Regions from separate parts of the Zea mays genome. Here regions 2, 3 and 4 are each linked to region 1. Evidence: chromatin contacts called from public Hi-C data. All regions are on one chromosome and are shown on one strand. The core of a region is the stretch at or near the end of the contact, and the rest is flanking DNA. Distances in the headings are between cores, read along the strand shown. Region 1 holds the start of LOC118473462. Region 2 holds the start of LOC100502532 (chloride channel protein). Region 3 holds the start of LOC103638866 (PTI1-like tyrosine-protein kinase At3g15890). Region 4 holds the start of LOC100274552 (F-box protein AFR).

Region 1 (2,700 bases), core at 7-2,506:
TAATAATGAATTTCGTAACGAATCCCGTATCACATTAGCTTTTCTAATATACTAATATGAAGAAACTTGCACAGTACATGTTTAGTTAAAATTAAAATTGTGTTTTTTTTTGTTTTTCAGACCGAGAGAGTTTAAACCGTCCCATGCCACTATGCCAGTGACGGCATTAGCGGCCCGACAGAGCATTCATCACTCACCCTTGTGGCTGCTGCAGTACTAGTTGATGGCACAACACTAGGCTAGATGAAGGGTGCTGCTGCCGGTGCCGGCCCTCCTTGCCTCGATTTCATTGCGCGGAGGTATTTGTTAGTTATGAAAAAAGAATAGTAATAGATGATAAATAAGTACGAGAAATGATAATTTATGAAGGTAGTGAGATATACGAAGAAATTTAGGGGGAGCCGCTGAATAAGATGGAGATACAGAGAAAAAAAGTTTGCTGATGTGATAAGATAGTAGAATATAGAAAGAGAAATATAGAGAAATCGTTGAAGAGAATCTTATAGCGAATTAGGGATGAATGGGCTGAAACCCTAAACCCTGCAGCCTCGAGTCGACGGAGAGAAAGAGAATTATCTGTCGCGGCCGGTGACAGCCGGGGCGGGTTGGGTTGTGTCTTGTGTTGAACGTGGGCGCACGAGGCGGCCTGGCTGACTGCACACGGGAGAGCTGGGTCTAGGTGGCTGCCGCACTCGACTCGCACCGCCGCCTCGCGTGACGATCGGCCGCCTGATGGCGCGATAGCCTCTTGTCGGAGGCGCAATCATGGCGCGATGGCGACGCGACGACCGCCTGCTCCGCCCACTCCCAAGTCCCAACTGGCCCTGTGGCATGAAACGGGGGGGGGCTTCAATTCGCCTGCAGGCTGCACCAGGCGTGCGTGCGTGACCGGGGAGCTGCACTGCAAACTGTGCTTCTTGTCATTGTCAACGCAGAGCTGCTGTATTTATTTTATATTTATTAAAGAAGCAAATCCATTCGGTGAACGCGGCAGCACACGGGTGCACGCGCTGCCGCACAGGCGTCACCGCGTCAGTGTGGCTGGCTGTGCGTTGGGTGGGGACCCCGATCCGTGATCCCATCGCGCCCGCCGGCCGCCACCGAGGATGGATGTGCATTTGCTTTGTTTTTGATGCGGAGCACGCACGTACGTACGTACGTACTAACAAATACCTGCTCCGCACGGCTGCACTGAAGCAACGACAGCTGATACTACCTGACCAGTCCAGGGGGGGAAGGGGATGGATGGAGGTCCATGTGCGTAAGAAATGCGAGGATGACAGCCGTACGTCCAGGACACCGCATTAGCATAATCAAAGGCGCCTCAGCACACCGTAGCCGCCGTGTGCTCTGAAGGTCACGACGAGGGTCGGCCGGCCTATCCTTCGTGCAGCTAGGGAAACCATGCTACACCGTACCTCCTCCTGCCCCACAGGGGTTCATGCAAATTGCACACTAGTACTACTACTCCAGAATCCAGATAGCGCAGCCACTTGTTGCGAATCTGTGCTAACCACTCCAGATAGATGTAAACGCGCGCAGACATGAATCGCCATCGACCCACCCCACACACAGGACAGAGCAACTGGGGCGGGCATCCATCCTGCTTGCCCAACTGCTTAATAATCGGAGCCACTTGTGGTCTCAAGTTGCAGATCGCGCGCGAGGTAGTTTTGAGCACATATCCATCCACTAATGGCAGGTGCTTGGTTGCATCAGGGGGCAAGACCAATTAAGACGCATGATAGTAGGCAGTAGCTACTAGTATGATACGGTGCTTAATAATCATGACGACAGCTGCAACGGTAGACAACTAGCTAGACAAGTGTATGTCCGGATGGAATCGAGACCCCAGACCACTTGGGGTTTGGCCAGACCTGGCCAGCTGATCACGTAACCAGTTGCTGCTGCATACGGATTTTTCTTGTTTTCCCTATGGCCGCTAGCACAGCTTTTCCTAGCTAGTTGCAGGTGTTATCGGGCCAGAGCCAGATATCATATCTATCCCTGTCACGAGGCCTTGCCTGAACCCGGCCGCGACGAGTAGTGGCAGCACCGCCGGATCACGCTGGCTTCGCTTCAGCTGTTTGGTTGTTCTTGTCCGGCCGTTTTCTTTCGATCGCGAGTCATTGTTTTGCCGCCTGAATTATTCGTTCGGTCCGATCGTATTAGGGACCGGACCGGACCGGACGTACGTACGTACGTGCTGTGCCCAGCCCTCGTAACGTGACTCGTGACGTTGGTCTTGTGGTACTGGGCCTATCACGTCCTCCGGTTTCGAGCGGCGACTTGAGTGGTACTGGATCCTGTTCGGCCTCGTTAGTGGATGGCTTGGCCCACCGAGTCCTGTTTCCTAGTTCGCTAACCACAAACTTACCTACTACACCGTTGCTAGTCTACCTCCCTCCAGCAGCTTTATTCATTTTTTCCCTCTATTTTAAGTTTCACTCTATAATACTCTCTCCGTCCTAAATTAAAATTCGTTTTTACGTTTTTAGTAGAATCATACAATAACAAATGTATGTGTTCTATTTATGTGCATAGATTTATTATCATCTATATGAATATAGCCATACAAATGTAAAGCTAAAACGACTATTATTTAGAAACGGAAAGAGAGAGAGAGAGTAATATATACCATTCAAAACACTATTTTGCATGCATATGTACGCCCGTTGGTCATAGTCTTATGAAACATAT
Region 2 (2,700 bases), core at 30-2,529, 250 kb before region 1:
TGGAAATATGCACTGTTAAGTGCACCTTGACACCTAACAGAAAATAGGGGAAGTGAGGGATGAAAAACAAATATTTATTTTGGAGATTAATTTTTTCGGTTTTTGTTATTACATATATGCAAATTTGTATTCTTGTATTTAGCATTGAGCTTGTAAAGATTTATAAAAGATAAACCACAAATTTGTCATATATCCTATCAAATGATAGATATAAAATTTGGATATAGATACAGATTTAGGTATTTTCACTTTTTTTGTTGTAGCAGGGAGCAAATAATGCATGAAACAATTTATACAAAATTTTATTCTTATTTGTAGCTTGGTAACATAGGAAAAGATAAGCATTAAATTTTATATATATCTATTTTATAAAATACTAAATTTGTCATAACAATTTAGACATGACAGAGGCCTATATTTTCTGGACAGACGCTGAGAACAAAACCCTTAACAAAAGCGCACGTACGCATCACATCTTGTTTTGTTTTCTTAAGCGACCGGAGGGTGGAGTCACTCCGAGCCTGCTGGATGTTATTCAAAAGGAAAAAAGAAAAGATGTGTGCATTACATCACCATGTTCGCCACCCAAGAAACCATAACCGAATGCAACTTGTGCATTAGAAGATTGGATCAGTAACTTTCTACGGATATATGATATCCCAACCTACGAATCATAGTCCGGTGCAGCCTCGCCCCGTTCTTATCTCCACTGGATCACTGGACTGGACTGTAAGCATCGCATACACGTATCGGCATATCGCGATCCAAATGCTTCTTCACAAAATGGTAGGTGCCTAAATAAATTTTAGTTAAAAATGAATAAAAATAAGGTCTAATCCTAATCTGATATAATCATTAAATCTTATATTGTAAAATTTAGAGCTCATTATCACCTCTAGTCATATCTCATTTCCCCCTTTTAAGGACTATTATATATGATCTCCTATGAGTTGGCTTAAATCATAGTATTGAAGTTGCCTTTGTTTGTTCGTGGTTCATCGAACTAGGAATGCAAGTGGGCAAGTGCCAAGGAACTGAGCCCATCCAGGTTCATGATCAACTGGTACTTTCCTTGCTCTCTCTCAGGGAAAAAAAACCACAGTCCGCCAGTCCATCCATAGACCATAGTCCAAAAGGCAAGGTGAGGTTGCACCTTGAGGTCGTTCTATCAATAATCAATCCATCCATAGAGGCAAGGTGAGGTTGCCAAGGGGGCAAGTGCGTGGTCACAAAAGTGAGACACCGGATGAGCTTGCTGTGTCCATTGCACTCTTCACCTGAAGTGCGAGCTGTGAACCTTGGTGACCTCCCAAGAGGCACCTCACCCCCTCAAGGCAGGGATCACATGTATTAAATTTCAAAAAAAAACTCTATTATTGGTGCCAACTGTGCTGAATTTTCTTCATCACGTAAACAAAGCACATTCTGAAAGCAAAATGTTCATGTGAGGGCTAGGACTCGGCAAGTTTAGAAATTTTCAAGCAAAAGACGCGAGAGAAGGCCAAATTCTTTTGGCCTATATGAAGTTGAGGTGTCTGAAACGAGAGATCTCATTCTCATCACTCATCAGGCTGCCTCTGTCAATGGGTCACCACTCATCCAAGCCCCCCCATCCTTGCAAGTTGTCGGTCCAGCCAGCCACATAGAGACATATAATCACATAGATAAGGCGAATTCCACGGTCCCATCCAATTGCTTGCTTCAGACTTCAGAGGCTAGAGGCAATAGTTCTCTCTCCCGGTCCCGGGGAAAGCCATGGAGGAAGAGCAGAGCCCAAGGCTGGGCCGGGATCCGGCGACCGAGCCCAGTCCTGCGCCGGAATGGCCGGATTCGGACAGCAAGAACGACGACAGTGCGAACGACCCGGAGGACCCTGCCGGCGGCAGCGGCAGCGGCAGCGGCAACGGCATCAGCTCCTTGGAGCAGCCGCTGCTCAAGCGGAGCACCACCCTGACGGCCAGCCACCTGGCCATCGTCGGCGCCAAGGTCTCCCACATCGAGAGCCTCGACTACGAGTGAGCATTCCATCTTAGCTTGTTACTACTAATACCTCCATGCTTGTCATCGTGGCTGATGATGAAGTGCGGCTGGCTCTGCTCTTGCGTCCCAAAATTGAATTGCTCTGTCTGTCTGTTCTGTTCTTGGCACGCAGGATCATCGAGAACGACCTGTTCAAGCACGACTGGCGGAGCCGCTCCAACGTCGAGGTGCTTCAGTACATCTTCCTCAAGTGGGCCATGGCGTTCCTCGTCGGCCTCCTCACCGGCGTCATCGCGTCCCTCATCAACCTCGCCATCGAGAACATCTCCGGCCTCAAGATGCTCCAGATGGTCAACCTCGTCCGCGGGAAGCGCTACTGGGCGGGCTTCCTCTACTTCGCCGGCGTCAACTTCGCGCTCACCTTCGTCGCCGCGGTGCTCTGCGTCGTCTTCGCCCCCACCGCCGCTGGCCCTGGCATCCCCGAGATCAAGGCTTATCTCAACGGCGTCGACACGCCCAACATGTTCGGCGCGCCGCAGCTCATCGTCAAGGTCAAGCCGCTTTTCTCTCTTTTTTTTTTTTGGTTGGGGCCTTGGGGCTTTTCTGAAAAAGAAAAGAAACGGTTCCGTTCCTTGTCTCGTGCTGTCTGTGTGCCTGCAGATCATCGGCAGCATCGGCGCCGTGTCGTCGGGGATGGATCTCGGCAAGGAGGGCCCGCTG
Region 3 (2,700 bases), core at 128-2,627, 130 kb after region 1:
GCCATGGATGGAAGCGTGAGCTTGCGACCTGGCGTGATTGACGGGCAGCGACAGGCAGAACACGGTGCACGGGTGTGGACGCCTACAATAAGGACTTATAGAGTAGTAAAGATATACATATTCATACTACTGGAAAACATAACTTAACTTTTAGCATATAAAAGAAGAGTCTCTAAAAATAAAAATAAAATATTCAACAGAATGAATACAATTAAGACAGGTTTGCCCCCAACAAAATGAATACAACATTCACGTACGTACTAGTACATTAGATCTTGATAGCATTAGCATTTCCGGAGAACCTCTTGACATACGGGTCTTGCATGGTCTGCACTGGCATGGCGCCAAACGCCCCGAAGTTCATGCTACTTTTGTCATCTATCAATGAATACTCCTCCACCTCATCGTCGTCGTCTTCTTCCTCCTGCTCATCCTCGTCCCCGTCCTCGGGCTCGCCGTAGTACGAGGTACTCTTGTCCATCTCCATGAGGCGGTCCGCGTACTTGACGCTCTCCATCCTCACCGGCAACTGCTGCAGGTCTCCTTTGCTACCACCACGCCCCACCATGGCAGCGGCGGGCGCGCCGGCGTTATTATCTCCGCGCAGGATGCGGACGACGGTCTTCATGTCCGGGCGGCGGTCGGGCTCGCCCTGCACGCAGAGCGCGGCGCACTCGACGGCGCGCGCGAGCTGCGCGGCGTCGAAGGCGCCCCGGAGGCGCGGGTCGACGAGGTCCCCGAGGCGGCCGCGCGCGATGAGCGGCTCGGCCCACTCGGTGATGGTGCGCTTGGCTCCCGACGGCAGGCGCTCGATGGGCTTCCTGCCGGAGACGAGCTCGAGCAGGAGGATGCCGAAGCTGTAGACGTCGCATGCGCCGGAGACCTTGCCCCACATGGCGTACTCGGGCGCCAGGTAGCCCAGCGTGCCCTTGACGCGGGTGGTCATGTGCGAGACCCCCTCCGGCACGAGCTTGGCGAAGCCGAAGTCCGCGACGAGCGGCGCGAAGTCGGAGTCGAGCAGGACGTTGCTGGCCTTGATGTCCCGGTGGATGATGTGCGGCGCCACCTCGTGGTGCAGGTACACGAGCCCCTCGGCCGAGCCGACGGCCACGGCGACGCGGCGCTTCCAGTCGAGCCGGACCTCGCCGGCGAACTGGCCGTGGAGGTGCGATAGGAGGCTGAGGTTGGGCATGTAGTCGTAGACGATCATGCGCTGGTCGGCCCCGGCGCAGTAGCCGCGCAGGCCGAGCAGGTTCTTGTGGCGCACGCGGGCCAGCACCTCCACCTCCACCGCGAACTCCATCTCCGCCTTGGAGTTGTTGGTGGCCTTGAGCTTCTTCACGGCGATCTGCGTGCATGCATATGGGAGGGAATGTGATTATGGGTCGGTCGTCGGTTAATTCGTCACAGCAGCCACAGGATATATGCATGCTCATGCTGTGACCGTCACCTGGAGGCCATCGGATGTCTTGCCCCAATAGACGCTGCCGAAGCCTCCCTCGCCGAGCTTGTTCTCCTCGCTGAAGCCGTTGGTGGCGGCGTGCAGCTCCTTGTAGCTGAATATCCTCCACGTGCTGCTCATGGTCGTCGAAGCGCTCACACACCTAAACAATTGAAAAGCCACCCCCACCCAGCACAACAAGGTAATAAACCGCCTGCGCCTGATGATGAAATATAATCGCACGTATATAGAACACACTGCATGCACCGTACGTACGTACCCTTGCTCGACCTTCTCGGAACCGCAGCAGGAGCTCAGCGACGAGCCCATGGCGCCGGCCGGCCGGACGAACGATCGATGCACACGGACGTCACGTCGCCCTTGGACCCCTCTCCAACGACGATCGAGGTGTGTGTGTCACGCTCTCGCTCGCTCGTTTTTTTGTCACTCACACGTACGCGGGCACTGATCTAACAACCTGAACAGAGCTTGAAGGCTACTTGGGTCGCCGTGTGAGCGAACGAAGGGTGGAGTGGTGAAGACATAATAAAGGGGCCAAATACTAGTACTACGACTACTACCTGTGCTTCATGCAGTTGGCAGATCTCACAGACACAACCGTCCATGGCCGGCGGGCGGAGACCCTAATGCACCATTTGTTGAATCGTGCCAGCACTCCCGCGGTTTTTTGCCGATAAAATAACTGGGCTCCGATCCAGTCCTAGCTCGCGCTGGGCAGACCTGGTTTGGACGTTCTAGTGCGAGGGAAAGAGAACAAGTGCCACGTGGTGCAACGGAAACTGGGCGCGGCGCGGTCAAATACGCTGGGAACCAGTCAAACGTCTCGGCAACGGAAGCCGGGATAAATGGGAGCGTCGTGAGTTGAGTCGTGACCCGAGGAATCCACATGGGCCTCCACACGGCGTACTCTAAAATGGGCTGCCAGGCGACTGGCCGCGCAAGGATACGGCCTATGAGGGCCCATGCATGCATGCATGCACCCATGATGGGAAGTTTTGCTTACGGACACACAGTTTGGACACCGTCAACTCAGAAATTGACCGAGTAGCATTATCAAATTAAGGTCCTTTGTCCCAAAAAAATGGTTTATTACTGTTATGAAATTAAGGCACTTTCTAGTGACACATCTATCTACTTTTTTTAAATTATTTCTCGTATTCGCGAAAAGAGAAGGTAGGACACATGGTTTTCCGGCCCTCTGTCGTTAACATTCGATTGTTCAGGAAATTAGCCTTTGT
Region 4 (2,700 bases), core at 57-2,556, 140 kb before region 1:
GATGAAGCCCTGGAATCAGATATGAACACAACGAGCTGTCGGGCATCATATACAAACAAAAAGAAAAACAAAGCAAAGCATATAACCCGAACAATCTGATGAGGAAGAGGGCATGTGACTCACCTTCATAGCTTGAAGGACAGAAGTCACGCTGCTGAAGAGGCGCCAATCTGGTCTGAGCGAGCGGCTCCTGCCACAGGCGCGCTCGGTCGGCGGCGCCCTGCAGGTGAAGCGGGAGGCCATGGTCCGCCACTACAGAGCGTATGCGGGCAACGTAGGGGAAAGGTGCGGACGATGCAGTTGGCTTTCATCGCCATCTATGGCCAACAGGAAGTGCTATTCCTCGCTCGCTGGCTGGCGCCACGGGCACCGCCGCCTGCGGGAGCCTGACGCCGGCGCGCGCGGAGGACACGAGGCGGACAAGGTCACTCTCAGCGTGCCGCTGGGCGCCCGCCGTGTCGCACAGCCAGAGTGCGCCGTGGCCGCACCTTAGGTCGAGCAGCGCCTCCAGGAACGCACCGTGCGCGTCGGCGAGGGCGAGGAGGAGTCCGCGGCGTCGCTGTCGCTGGCGTTGGGTGGCGCGGGGCTCCGGTATCGGCCTACCCTGGGGGCTGGGGCACTGCGTTGGCTGCATGGGATGTCGGCACGCACCTACACCGCCCCGCGCCTGATCATCTCCACCCACCCACCATCGTCGCGCGATGCTCGATCTGCTGGCCCCCGCTGGGCTGCACGCGCGAGCACCCCGCGCTGGGCTGCCTCCCCGAGCGCGGCACCGCCTCGGCTCGAGTGGCTGCGCGCTCCCGCCTCGGATCGCAGTGTCCCGTAAAGACGAGGCAAGCGATCCCCCGCCCCCACCACGCGCGGCGCGCATGCCGCATGCGCGCCCCGTCCTCAACCCGCGCGCCCCCTGTCTGTGCACTGCACGCCCGATCGCAGCACCAGACTCCCGGCGCACATGCGCACGCGCGCGCCTGCCGCTCCTCCGATACGTTCTCTCTGCTGCTGCGCACACTGGCACAGCGCGCGCTGTCCGCGGATACGCTCTGCCGAGAGAGGCCTCCAGCGCCGACACCGCCATGTTAGCCATGTCCTCCGGCGCCGCAGCACTTGCCACCAGTCACCATGGCCCCGCCTCACCCAACCTCTCGCCATCGAACCATCGTTACCGGTGAGATCGGTGCCTCGGACAGCCTGCGCGTCCAGGGTCCAAACCCTCACGCTCACACACCGACCCACCCACCTCTATAAATTCCCGCCGACCCCGCTTCCCTTCCATTCCCCATCAGAGATCTCTCCCCATCACCAAGCCGAACCGAGACCGAGAGAGCTTCCCCACACCCACAGCGGGGTGCAGCGGATCGCGCCAAATTCGACCGAACAATCGCGCGCCACTCGGCCCCGCCACTATGAGCTTCTCGTCCATGAGCAAACAGCAGGTGCTGGACGCCGGTGACGGGGAGGGGGAAGAGGTCGTGGAGCTTATCCCGGGCCTGCCGGAAGAGGTGGCCGAGAAGTGCCTCCTCCACCTGCCCTTCCTCTACCACCGTCTCTTCCGCACCGTCTCCTCCACCTGGAACCGCTTCCTCACCGACTCCCCTGCCAAGCCGCTGCTGTTCACTCCCGCGGAGGGGGCGGGGGCTGGCGCGGGGAGCGCAGCCATGGGCTCGTTGTCCTTATCGCTGCCCTTCCTCTTCGCCTTCGCGTTTGACCCTGTGTCGCGACGCCTCCAGTGCCAGGCGCTCGACCCTTTCTCGAGGAGGTGGCTCCTGCTCCCGCCGGTGCCCGGCGGCGCCGCGGCCGGGTCGTTTGCGGTGGTGGGGCTCCCCCGCCGCGGCGAGATCTACGTGATTGGGGGCGTCGAGGAGGGCAGCGACAAGGCGGTGACGAGCGTGGCCGTGTACAGCGCCGCGCGGAACGGATGGGAGGAGGCGGCGGCGATGCGGACGCCCCGCGGGTACATGGCGGCTGGGGAGGTGGGAGGGCGGGTGGTGGTGGCCGGGGAGGACGGCGAGGCCGAGGTGTTCGACCCGGATGCCGGGCGGTGGTCGCCGGCTGCGCCGCGCCGGGGCGCGGCGGTGGCGTGGTACGACGCGGCGGCGGCGGGTGGGAAGCTGTACGTGACGGAGGGGTGGGCGTGGCCGTTCGAGCGCGCGCCGCGCGGCGCCGTGTACGACTCCGCCACGGACTCGTGGTGCGAGATGGCGCGCGGGATGCGGGAGGGGTGGACGGGCTCTTGCGCCGTCGCCGGCGGCCGGATGTACATCGTGGCGGAGTACGGGGAGTGGCGGCTGAAGCAGTACGACGAGGCCCGGGACGAGTGGCGGATGGTGGCCGGCAGCGGGGTGCCCCCCGAGGTGCGCCGGCCACACGTCGTCGCCGGGGAGATCGGGGAGGTCGCCGGTGGGAGGCGAAGGATATACGTTGTTGGCGCCGGGCTGGACGTCGCCGTGGGCACTGTTTCGGCCTCAGACACCGCCGCGGCACCCGGCGTCCACGGCGTCGAGGAGGAAGTGGTGGAGTGGGAGGTGGTCAAGGGCCCCACCGAGTTCGTCGGGCTCGCGCCCTGCAACGCACAGGTCCTCTACGCATGACCCAGCCTTCGGGTAGAACAAACATCTGCATCGCCGAACCAAGACGTTTCGGCCCACTCCGCGCACCCACACGGGTCCACAAGCCCCGAGCCACATCACGTCGCCC

The links. A called contact is a pair of places that touch in the nucleus more often than the background predicts.
Region 2: a Hi-C map of tassel shows a contact between it and region 1, with 3 times the contacts expected there. The contact joins the promoter of LOC100502532 here to the promoter of LOC118473462 in region 1. A contact is called at or near these places in 6 of 25 Hi-C or Micro-C datasets (bundle sheath, ear, leaf and 2 more).
Region 3: a Hi-C map of ear shows a contact between it and region 1, with 2.9 times the contacts expected there. The contact joins the promoter of LOC103638866 here to the promoter of LOC118473462 in region 1. A contact is called at or near these places in 3 of 25 Hi-C or Micro-C datasets (ear, root tip and tassel).
Region 4: a contact with region 1 is called in a Hi-C map of tassel, with 6 times the contacts expected there. The contact joins the promoter of LOC100274552 here to the promoter of LOC118473462 in region 1. A contact is called at or near these places in 11 of 25 Hi-C or Micro-C datasets (bundle sheath, ear, endosperm and 4 more) and 1 of 3 datasets of contacts at active chromatin or transcription factors (leaf).

The regions. Positions count from the first base shown.
Region 1 is chr9:112,789,601-112,792,300 of Zm-B73-REFERENCE-NAM-5.0, forward strand. LOC118473462 reads right to left here and starts at 1,257. Exons shown (of 3, transcript XM_035962842.1): 1 at 1,217-1,257. The coding sequence starts at 1,257.
Region 2 is chr9:112,542,969-112,545,668 of Zm-B73-REFERENCE-NAM-5.0, forward strand. It overlaps LOC100502532 (chloride channel protein), which reads left to right and starts at 1,280. Exons shown (of 4, transcript NM_001398833.1): 1 at 1,280-2,015; 2 at 2,153-2,531; 3 at 2,641-2,700. The coding sequence starts at 1,756.
Region 3 is chr9:112,917,977-112,920,676 of Zm-B73-REFERENCE-NAM-5.0, forward strand. It overlaps LOC103638866 (PTI1-like tyrosine-protein kinase At3g15890), which reads right to left and starts at 1,378. Exons shown (of 1, transcript XM_020544331.1): 1 at 150-1,378. The coding sequence starts at 1,303. The coding sequence ends at 269.
Region 4 is chr9:112,649,312-112,652,011 of Zm-B73-REFERENCE-NAM-5.0, forward strand. It overlaps LOC100274552 (F-box protein AFR), which reads left to right and starts at 1,307. Exons shown (of 1, transcript NM_001148907.1): 1 at 1,307-2,700. The coding sequence starts at 1,410. The coding sequence ends at 2,594. It also overlaps the pseudogene LOC100381871.